3 separate regions of the Sus scrofa genome follow, and all the other regions are linked to region 2. A link is a contact called in public HiChIP or PLAC-seq data. All regions are on one chromosome and are shown on one strand. Each heading gives the region's core, a stretch centred on a gene start, on an enhancer-like site or on the middle of the called end of the contact. The rest is flanking DNA. Distances are from core to core; before and after follow the strand shown. Region 1 holds the start of ARID3B (AT-rich interactive domain-containing protein 3B). Region 2 holds the start of SCAMP2 (secretory carrier membrane protein 2). Region 3 holds the start of UBL7 (ubiquitin-like 7 (bone marrow stromal cell-derived)).

What was found. HiChIP or PLAC-seq counts read pairs in DNA pulled down with a chosen protein or histone mark.
Region 1: an H3K27ac HiChIP or PLAC-seq map of alveolar macrophages shows a contact between it and region 2. The contact joins the promoter of ARID3B here to the promoter of SCAMP2 in region 2. A contact is called at or near these places in 2 of 47 Hi-C or Micro-C datasets (embryonic fibroblasts and liver) and 1 of 2 datasets of contacts at active chromatin or transcription factors (alveolar macrophages).
Region 3: a contact with region 2 is called in an H3K27ac HiChIP or PLAC-seq map of alveolar macrophages. The contact joins the promoter of UBL7 here to the promoter of SCAMP2 in region 2. A contact is called at or near these places in 1 of 47 Hi-C or Micro-C datasets (liver) and 1 of 2 datasets of contacts at active chromatin or transcription factors (alveolar macrophages).

What each region holds. Positions count from the first base shown.
Region 1 is chr7:58,997,429-59,000,128 of Sscrofa11.1, forward strand. ARID3B (AT-rich interactive domain-containing protein 3B) reads right to left here and starts at 1,279. Exons shown (of 11, transcript XM_021099056.1): 1 at 1,146-1,279.
Region 2 is chr7:58,671,343-58,674,042 of Sscrofa11.1, forward strand. It overlaps SCAMP2 (secretory carrier membrane protein 2), which reads left to right and starts at 1,296. Exons shown (of 9, transcript NM_001243492.1): 1 at 1,296-1,479. The coding sequence starts at 1,423.
Region 3 is chr7:59,069,244-59,072,010 of Sscrofa11.1, forward strand. UBL7 (ubiquitin-like 7 (bone marrow stromal cell-derived)) reads left to right here and starts at 1,511. Exons shown (of 11, transcript NM_001243682.1): 1 at 1,511-1,562. LOC100525054 reads right to left here and starts at 1,355. Exons shown (of 9, transcript XR_002345827.1): 1 at 1,169-1,355.

The DNA of each region.
Region 1 (2,700 bases), core at 29-2,528, 330 kb after region 2:
AGTAGAAATTTTAAAATTCTCACTTTCTGCTTATCTTAGGAGCACCGCTTTTGCCTTTTGCAATCTGTGAGAGATTCAAATTCCAATTTGCTTCTGTCTTTACTTCCTCTCCTGGCACTTTAGAAAGTGTGAGTTATGCCTGAAGCAATACTTCGTTCTGCTATAGCCCTTTTTATAGTGTAACAAAGCATGAAAAGATTTACACCCGCATTAAATAAACCCAGCTGCCAAAAATGTTCATTTAAAATAAAAATAACTTGCATCAAAGAAAAGTAAACAAACGAATAAAACAAAGAATTCAGTGGTCATTTTAATTCTCCTAGTAACATTAGGCAATCAATCACAAGTGGGGTAATTTTTCAACCAAGTCCTGCCGTCATTGAACAACTGCTTCTCATCTTATGGCACCATCTTCCCTGCATGCTGTCCCCAGCAGAGGGGGAGGTGTCTCACAGCCTCTTTAGTAAGACTGAGATGACTCAGTTCTACAATTCGATACACACACCCTCCCCCAAAGAGCCCATCTTCCCCTTGTCCCTAAGTAGCTAGTTGATTCAAACAACAATACTACCTGCCTACTTTTAGAAAAGTTATGTCTCAGAAATATAAACCACTCTATCCCTTCAGACGTCCCCCTCTCCCATTTCCCCTAAAGTTCCCGGACCTCCAGGTCCGGCGCAACGGACTGCTTACAGCTCTGAACCCAGCCTTGCCCACCATTCTTTTTACCTTTGCTGCCAGATCCCTCTGGCCTCAGCTCCCTTTAAGCCCCACACCTCCCCCCATCCCAGCCATTCTTCATAGCCCCCCAACCCAACCCTATCACTTTTACCTCTACCAAGACCTCCCAGCCAATCCGCCGGCTATGCTTAGATCGCTCCAACCCCACCTATTCTTACCCTCTCAGTTCCCGGGGGCCCCTTACTCATCCCATCCCTTTATCTCAAATCACCCTAATGGGCGAGGGCGCCTCCAGGCTCCTCCCAGCGTTCTCACTTTTCCTCCGCGGCCCCCGCGCTCCGCCTGCCCGCGCCTTCACGTTTTCCCTCTACACACCTGCCTTTCCTCCTACCCCTCTGTCTCCTCCACCTGCCACAACCCCCGCTCCCGCCGAGGCTGAAGGAGCCGAGCCCGGAGCGGCTTACCTGTGTCAGGCGCTCCGGGTCAGCCGTCGTTGGAGGAGATGGCCACTCAGGCCCCGGCTCGGCAGCTGGGTTTCGTACTTCTCCGCAGCCGGCGGCCACAGCCGGGGCGGGGCCCGCACCGGAAGCGGGACCGCTGGGCCGGACTGCCGGGCCGGGAAGGGGCGAGGCCACAGGGATGGGGCGGGACCTGAGGCCGGAAGCGGCCAAAAAGGGAACAATGGGCGGGTCGGGCGGAAGTGACTTCTAGGAACAGCCCCGCCCTACTGAATCGTGGGCGGAAGCGAGTTGAAGCTGGCGGAAGCTTCTGCCAATGGGAAAGCGGAGACAAGCAGGAGTTCCGGCGTCAGCACTTTCGCGGGGAGTTGAAATCAGCTGGGGTGCCTAGTCTTTTTTGCGCGTTTTCTGGTTGTGGAGGGTGATGTAGTGCGGGCGGTAGGTAGGGTAAATAAAGGACAAGGACTGTCAGGATGTTCTTCTGCTTTAGTCCCTTCCCCAATCTCCCACTTTCAAACTGGTCTTCTGAGATTCCCGCTTCCGGATCTGCTTTTCTCCGAACTTCTCTGGACTGAGACCTGGCTGTCCCGTAAGGATGCTGCATCCTCTCACATGGGTTAGTATTTTCATTTCCTGGGTTCCAAAAGTGGGGGACAAATGCTGCCACCTTTTGTAAAAACCCTTGTTTCTCTGAAGCTTAGTCTTTTTGTGAATCATACAAATTAGATTTAAAAAAAATTTTTTTGGAGTTCCCTGTTGTGGCTTAGCAGGTTAAGAACCCAACTAGTATCCATGAGGATGCCTGTGCAATCCCTGGCCTCTCTCAGTGGGTTGAGGATCCCACGTTGTCATGAGCTGTGGTGTAGGCCAGCAGCTGCAGCTCTGATTCCACCCCTAGCCTGGGAACTTCCTCCATACGCTGCAAGTGCTGCACTAAAAAGAAAAAAAGTGGTTTTTTTTTAAAATTTTTTTGGTTGCATTCGCAGAGTTTGGAAGTTCCCTGGGCAAGATATCAAACCTGTGCCATGGCAGTGACTTGAGCCATAGCAGTGACAACACAGGATCCTTAACCTGCTGATCAACTGGGGAACGCCTAGACTTAATTTTTTCATTTTATTATTTTTTAATTGAAGTACAGTTAATTTACAATGTTGTATTAGTTTCAGATGTACAGCACAGTAATTCAGTTACGTGTATATGTATGTTTTCTTTTTCAGATTCTTTTCCTTTATAGGTTTTTATGAAAGAGTTTGTATGGTTCCCTGTGCTATACAGTAGGCCGTTGTTGGTTATCTATTTTATTTATAGTAATATGTTATCTGATGCTTACTTCTTAAGACACTCCTCTGTAGAGAGGAGACCATCTGCTAATTTGTTCACCCAGCTCCTTGTCTTACTTTCCTCTAACCATCTTCCATCTTGATCATTTCAGTCAATGTGGACAACCCATTTCACATGCGGGCCTCATCCCTTACATTAGCCCCCCAATCCCAGTCAGAAACCTGGACCTTGTCACCAGAAACCCTATTGTGTCATGAATCAGTACTTCCGACATCCCTCT
Region 2 (2,700 bases), core at 46-2,545:
TGTGGAGCTTATAGTCTAGCAGGAGAGACAGACACAAATAAAAAATCATCTATACAAGCGTGTACTTACAATGTGCAAGGTATTATAAAGGAAAAGCACAGGGTAATATAAGAGTTTATATTGGGGGTGGGGCTGATCTAATCTCTGGTGAAGAGAGACTACTCCTGAGGAAGGGACATATAAGCTTGGATTTGATGGATAAGTAGGAGTTAACTGGGGTATGATGAGAGCATGGGCTAAGAGCATACCAGAAAAAGGAAAAGTCCAGTGCAAAGGCCCTGAGGCAGGAGGAACAAGGGAAGTCTGAAGCACTGAAAAGCTACTAGGAGAGTTGGGATGCACATGGCTATGTTGTGGTGGTAGGGTAGGCACAAGAAGGAATGAGAAGAGTTGATAGGTGGAGGCAGATCTTGTTAAGACCTGGAGGCCAAACTAGAATTTGGGCCTCTATGGAAAATAATTGAAGAGTTTTAAACAGAAAGTTCCCTACTAATTTTGCCTCCTTCGAATGGATCTCTGGTTACAACACGAACAATAGACAAATTAGCAGCCCTGTACTCATCCAGAGTAAAGGATGATTGGCTGGATTCAGTGGCAGCAGAACTGTAAAAAGGCAGGAATAAATAAGGTGAGTTTGTGGGGGGCGAATCAGCCATCTCTCCCATGGCTGATGGTTCTATTGCTGAACTCCCACTTGCTTGGATAAATGCTTGATCCCCAGGTTAATCCCTGCTCAGGCCTTAAACCTGACCGGGCTGAGGGATCCTCATCCCTGAAACGATAAGATAAAACTTGACATTAGGGGTCAAGGCCTGAAAGAGTCAGGGCTCAGCTAGTGTCGGGAACAGCAGCACTGCCGGTTCTTAAAAGAACCTCTCTGCTCGGCTGCTACCACTAGAACACTTTCCTAGCCTGGCGAAATTCTCTGGGTCAGGAATTCTATTCCCTACTCTCGCCATAGGCTTAGACTTCTGTTTCCGGACCTAACCTGTGCATGCTTCCTAAACTTGCCCTCCAAGGAAGTTAAGGGGTTAAGTTTCCAGGCCCACTTTGGGAAGTTTACTTGAGTTTACTTTGGGGAGTTCTCAATGCTGAAAGCTAACTGACCGAGAAGCAATTGGGAACGCTCCAGCCCCGCCTCTCTCAAGTCCCTTGTGGTCTCCCAGACCCTAAACGCACCAGCACAGGGAAGCAGCTGATGGAAGCGGAACGCCCACGAGCTGCTCCATACTGGGTTGGGCAGGAGGGCGGAGCGGATTTCTGTTACGTCACACCACCACGCCCCTCTGGGAGGATGCTGCGCCTGCGCCAGAACGGCTGCCTCGCTCCCGGAAGTGGAGGGTCTGCAAGAAGAGCACCGCTGGGTCTGGGTGCCAAGAGGCAGAAACGCTCGCGGAGCTAGCCCGTTGGACCCCGATCGCCATGTCGGCCTTCGACACCAACCCCTTCGCGGACCCAGTGGACGTAAACCCTTTCCAGGTAGAGTCCTAATCTTACAGCGCTCTCTAGTGCCAAAGGCCGCACCGCCCTGGCCTCTTTCGCCAGGGTCGGGAGACGTGGCATAGGAGGGACGGGCTATCTGCCCAATGGGAGAGCAGGCTCTGAGGGCTGGCTTATCATAGCTCCTGGGGGGCGGGACTATCAGCAGGTGGAATAGCAGAGGAGGCGGGGCGCTGTACTTTGGAAAGAGGTGGGACCATGTAGCTCCCCAGACGTAGCCCCTCTAACTGGACACTGCTGAGGAAGGACATGATCAAGGAGATCCTCAGCTTCAGAGAGAGAAGCGATTTCACCTGAGGGGGTAGTGTGGCTACATCCCACAGTCTTGGGGAGACACCAGCCTTGAGTCACTTTAGATGGCAGCAACCTAATGAGGTGGTGGAACCCTATAATTGGGGTGAAAGTGGAGAAAATCCCAAGACCACCCCTCCACAACACAGACACAGCCAACTACTGTATAAGGTGTAGGAGAGCCGCTGAGGTTTATCAGGAAAGGAAGTCTGGTAACCCAAACTGAAATACGGCCTTGATAACAATTCCACACCTCCGCTGTGGGTCTGTTTTTGACTGGATTTTGGCTAGATGGGAGAGCCCGGGTTAGAGAGGGAGGAGAAGTGCGGAGCCTCTGGTGATCTTGAAGCACAAGGAATGTTGGTCTCATGGATCTATGTGTGATGGCGAGGTAGTTGAGATGCCCTGACCTATGAGCTGCCTTGACCCTTTGAACAAATAATCAAGGAGAAAACAAACTTCCTACTCAAAGTAAAAACCATTCTGCCTTTGAGCTAAGAGCACAGGGGTATTCTTACTCATGATGAAGGGTTGGGATTCCAGTTAGCTCCAAAGCTCCCGTGCCTCTCGTTTCATGTCTGTCCAAAACCAGTTCTCGGGAAGCTTGCTTGTGCTGACGGGTGATTTATGAGCCCTGAGCTTTCTGCTTTGTCAGGATGTCACCAGGCAGATGAACTCATCCTGCTTGTACTTTTTTTGGTCACTGGCAACTTCCAAGTTTCCTGCAGGTGTAGGGGGAGTCCTTGGAGGGGTCCTTGCTGCACCTCACAGCATGAGCTTTCCCACCTTGAATCCACCTTCAAGGGTCAGAACAAACACAAAGGAGACTAGAATGAATGTCAGATAATGGACATTTTGTGCCTCTTTCTTGGTCTCAAGGTGACTTAGCCAATGGAAGCCCTCAAGGCA
Region 3 (2,767 bases), core at 261-2,760, 400 kb after region 2:
TTTGGGTTTTTTTGTTTTTTTGTTTTTTTTTTTTTTTTGCCTTTCCTTAGCCGTTGGAGTAATTCCTTAAGTAGAGTCCAATCAGAAATGGGCCAGCCCTTTAAGAGCTCTCCTGTGGCATAGTGGTTTGAGGATTTGGCTTTCTCACTGCAGTGACTTGGGTTGCCTGTGTGGCACAGGTTGCATCCCTGGCCCAGGAACTTCCATATGCCCTGGGCACAGTCAAAAAAAAAAAAAAAGAAAGAAAAAGAAATTAAAAAAAAAAGGAGTTCCCATGTGGCTCAGTGGGTTAAGAACCCTACAGTTGTCTCTGTGAGGATATTCGGGTTCAAGCCCTGGCCTCTCTCAGTGGGTTAAGGATCTGGTGTTGCCACAAGTTGCAGTGTAGCTTGCCAATGTGGCTCGGATCTGGCGTGGCTGTGGCGGGGGCTAGGCCACAGGTGCAGCTCCATTTCGACCCCTGGGCTGGGGAACTTGCATATACTGCAGGTGTGGCCATTGAAAAAAAGAAGAAAAGTGGCTCCCTTAATTGATTGGCGAGGCCTAACACCTGCGCAAATACAATCCACTCTAACCATGCATCTAAAATACAGTTGGTGCGGCCTTAAAAAGAAAACAACAACAACAACAATAAAATCAGTTGGCCCCTCAGTATCCGAGGGACAGGGCATTCGGGAATAGGCAGGGCAGACTATATGCCATTTTGCATAAAGTGAGTATCCGCGGATTTGGTATCCGCGGGGGGAGGAGGAGGTGCAGGAAGCAATGCCCCGCGAATACCTAGGGACGACTGTATGCATTTTCTATGAGAATTCAGTGAAAATTCCCCTCCCCGAATTGATTCCATTAATGACCTGGATAAATCCCACCATCGCATACTGGGGCGGACCAGGAACCCGGTTTGCTAACTCCTAAGAACTGACTTTTCGAGGAAGTCATCATTGGGTTCCTGGTAAGCCCCCACAGGGAGGTTTAGTCGGGAGAATCCAGAGGCGAGGGTCACAAAAGAGGCTGACTTCACCGAGGGCAAGTCGTTTTCTGTGAGGGCTGCAAAGAACCGCTGAGGAGTGTCTGAAGAAGCTGCTCGGGAAAGGGCCCTCCCAGAGGGAAAGGTTGGAGCATTTGGGGTCCGCAATCAGGCCGAGAGCCCGGCAGCGGGCGTTCCCACCTGTGACGCTGTAAGGACCTGGCGTAACCTACGGACTCTGCATGCGTCCCAGGACAGTGCGGGAATCACCGGGCAGTACACCTCACACCAAGCCTTGCTCTTACGACCCAAGAGACCCACACCCTAGAACACTAACAATTTCAGTACCCTCTGAGGCGAAAGCACCCAGAGACCCTCGCGCCGTAACTTTCAAATGGTCGCGAAGTCACACCCTCCCCGGAACCGGAAACTTTGCAACTAGCGCCTCTCGCCGGCAAGCTGCTTATAAAGGAGCAGGAGCCGCAGTAGGAACTGCAACTCCCAGAATGCAGCGCGGAGCTTCCGGTTTCCGGCGAGAGGACCTGAGTGAGTGTTTACACGGCGGCCCTGCGGCCGGGTTCCTTCCGCGGGACGGGTGAGGGCGCTGGGTCCCGGGCCGCGCGGGCTCAATGCGTATTGACTAGTTCGCAGGTCCCATGGGAATGGTGGGGTCGTCACCCAGGAGATAGTATTCCTGTCCCAGTATTAACTGTCAGTGACCTTGGGCCACTGATTTCACTTTTTTGAGCCTCAGTTCCTTTGTAGTACGTAGATGATAATGCCTGCCTCGGGGTCCATTTGAGAGGATTAAATGAGATAGGGTATATTAAAAGACCTATTTCCTTCCTGTTTAAAGGCAAAGATGGAAGGTTTTGAGGGTGCCCTGGGGTCTGCTGGACGGCCTCGAAGCCTTTCTTTCCTCTTCCAAAGAAGCCACTTTGGAAGCAATATTGATTATAACAGTGGCCTGGCTTGCCTTACAAGATTCTTTCTCATAGTTTCAGATTCATTTTCTAGGCACCCATATGTACTGGGCATTGGGACAACAAGGACAAAAAATTCTAGTCTTTGCTGTCAAGGGCCTCTACGAATGGGATGCGGGGAGATTGAGATGTAAACAGATGTTTGTAATCCTTTGCCATGAGAGAATGTGAGAACAACAGAGGGGAGGGAGGGAGGACAGAGAGGTTGTGTTTGGGTTGGTCTTGGTAGGAGTTTGCTTAGAGACTGAAGAGGGAAGAGGAATTACATGTAGAGGAGTTAGCAGATGAGCAGAGGTATAAAGTGAGGAGAACTTTGTTGTGAATCCAGGCTTCCTGAGGATAGACCTAAGTGTTGGGGAGGGTGGGGCAGCCCAGAGCTCTTGGGGAAGGCGGTTGTCAGAGAGAAAAGGTGTGAATGGTTTTGAAAATCAGGCTGTGGCATTTAGACTTATTCATAGAGGTGGTTTGGATTCATTGGAGGGGTTCTAAGCAGAGGAATGACTTGATCGGATCTGGTTTTAAAACAAGTTGGCTGGCAGCATGGATATTTGATAGGGAGAGGCAAGAGGCTGTTGTAGCAGTTAAAGCAAGAGATAATGAAGAGTGTACATAGGGGAGAGGGTTGGATGATCTCATTTGAATCTCACAACATTCCTGTTAGCTGGGATGGCATTTTTATATCTACTTGAAAGCCAAAGAAACTGAGGCCTAGAGAGCTGAAGTTCCTTGCTCTCTGTCATAGGATGAGAGAGGACCCCAGATTCTAGTTCTAGCTTCCTGATGCTGCTTCCTAGGCTTTTTCAACAGTGTCACACTG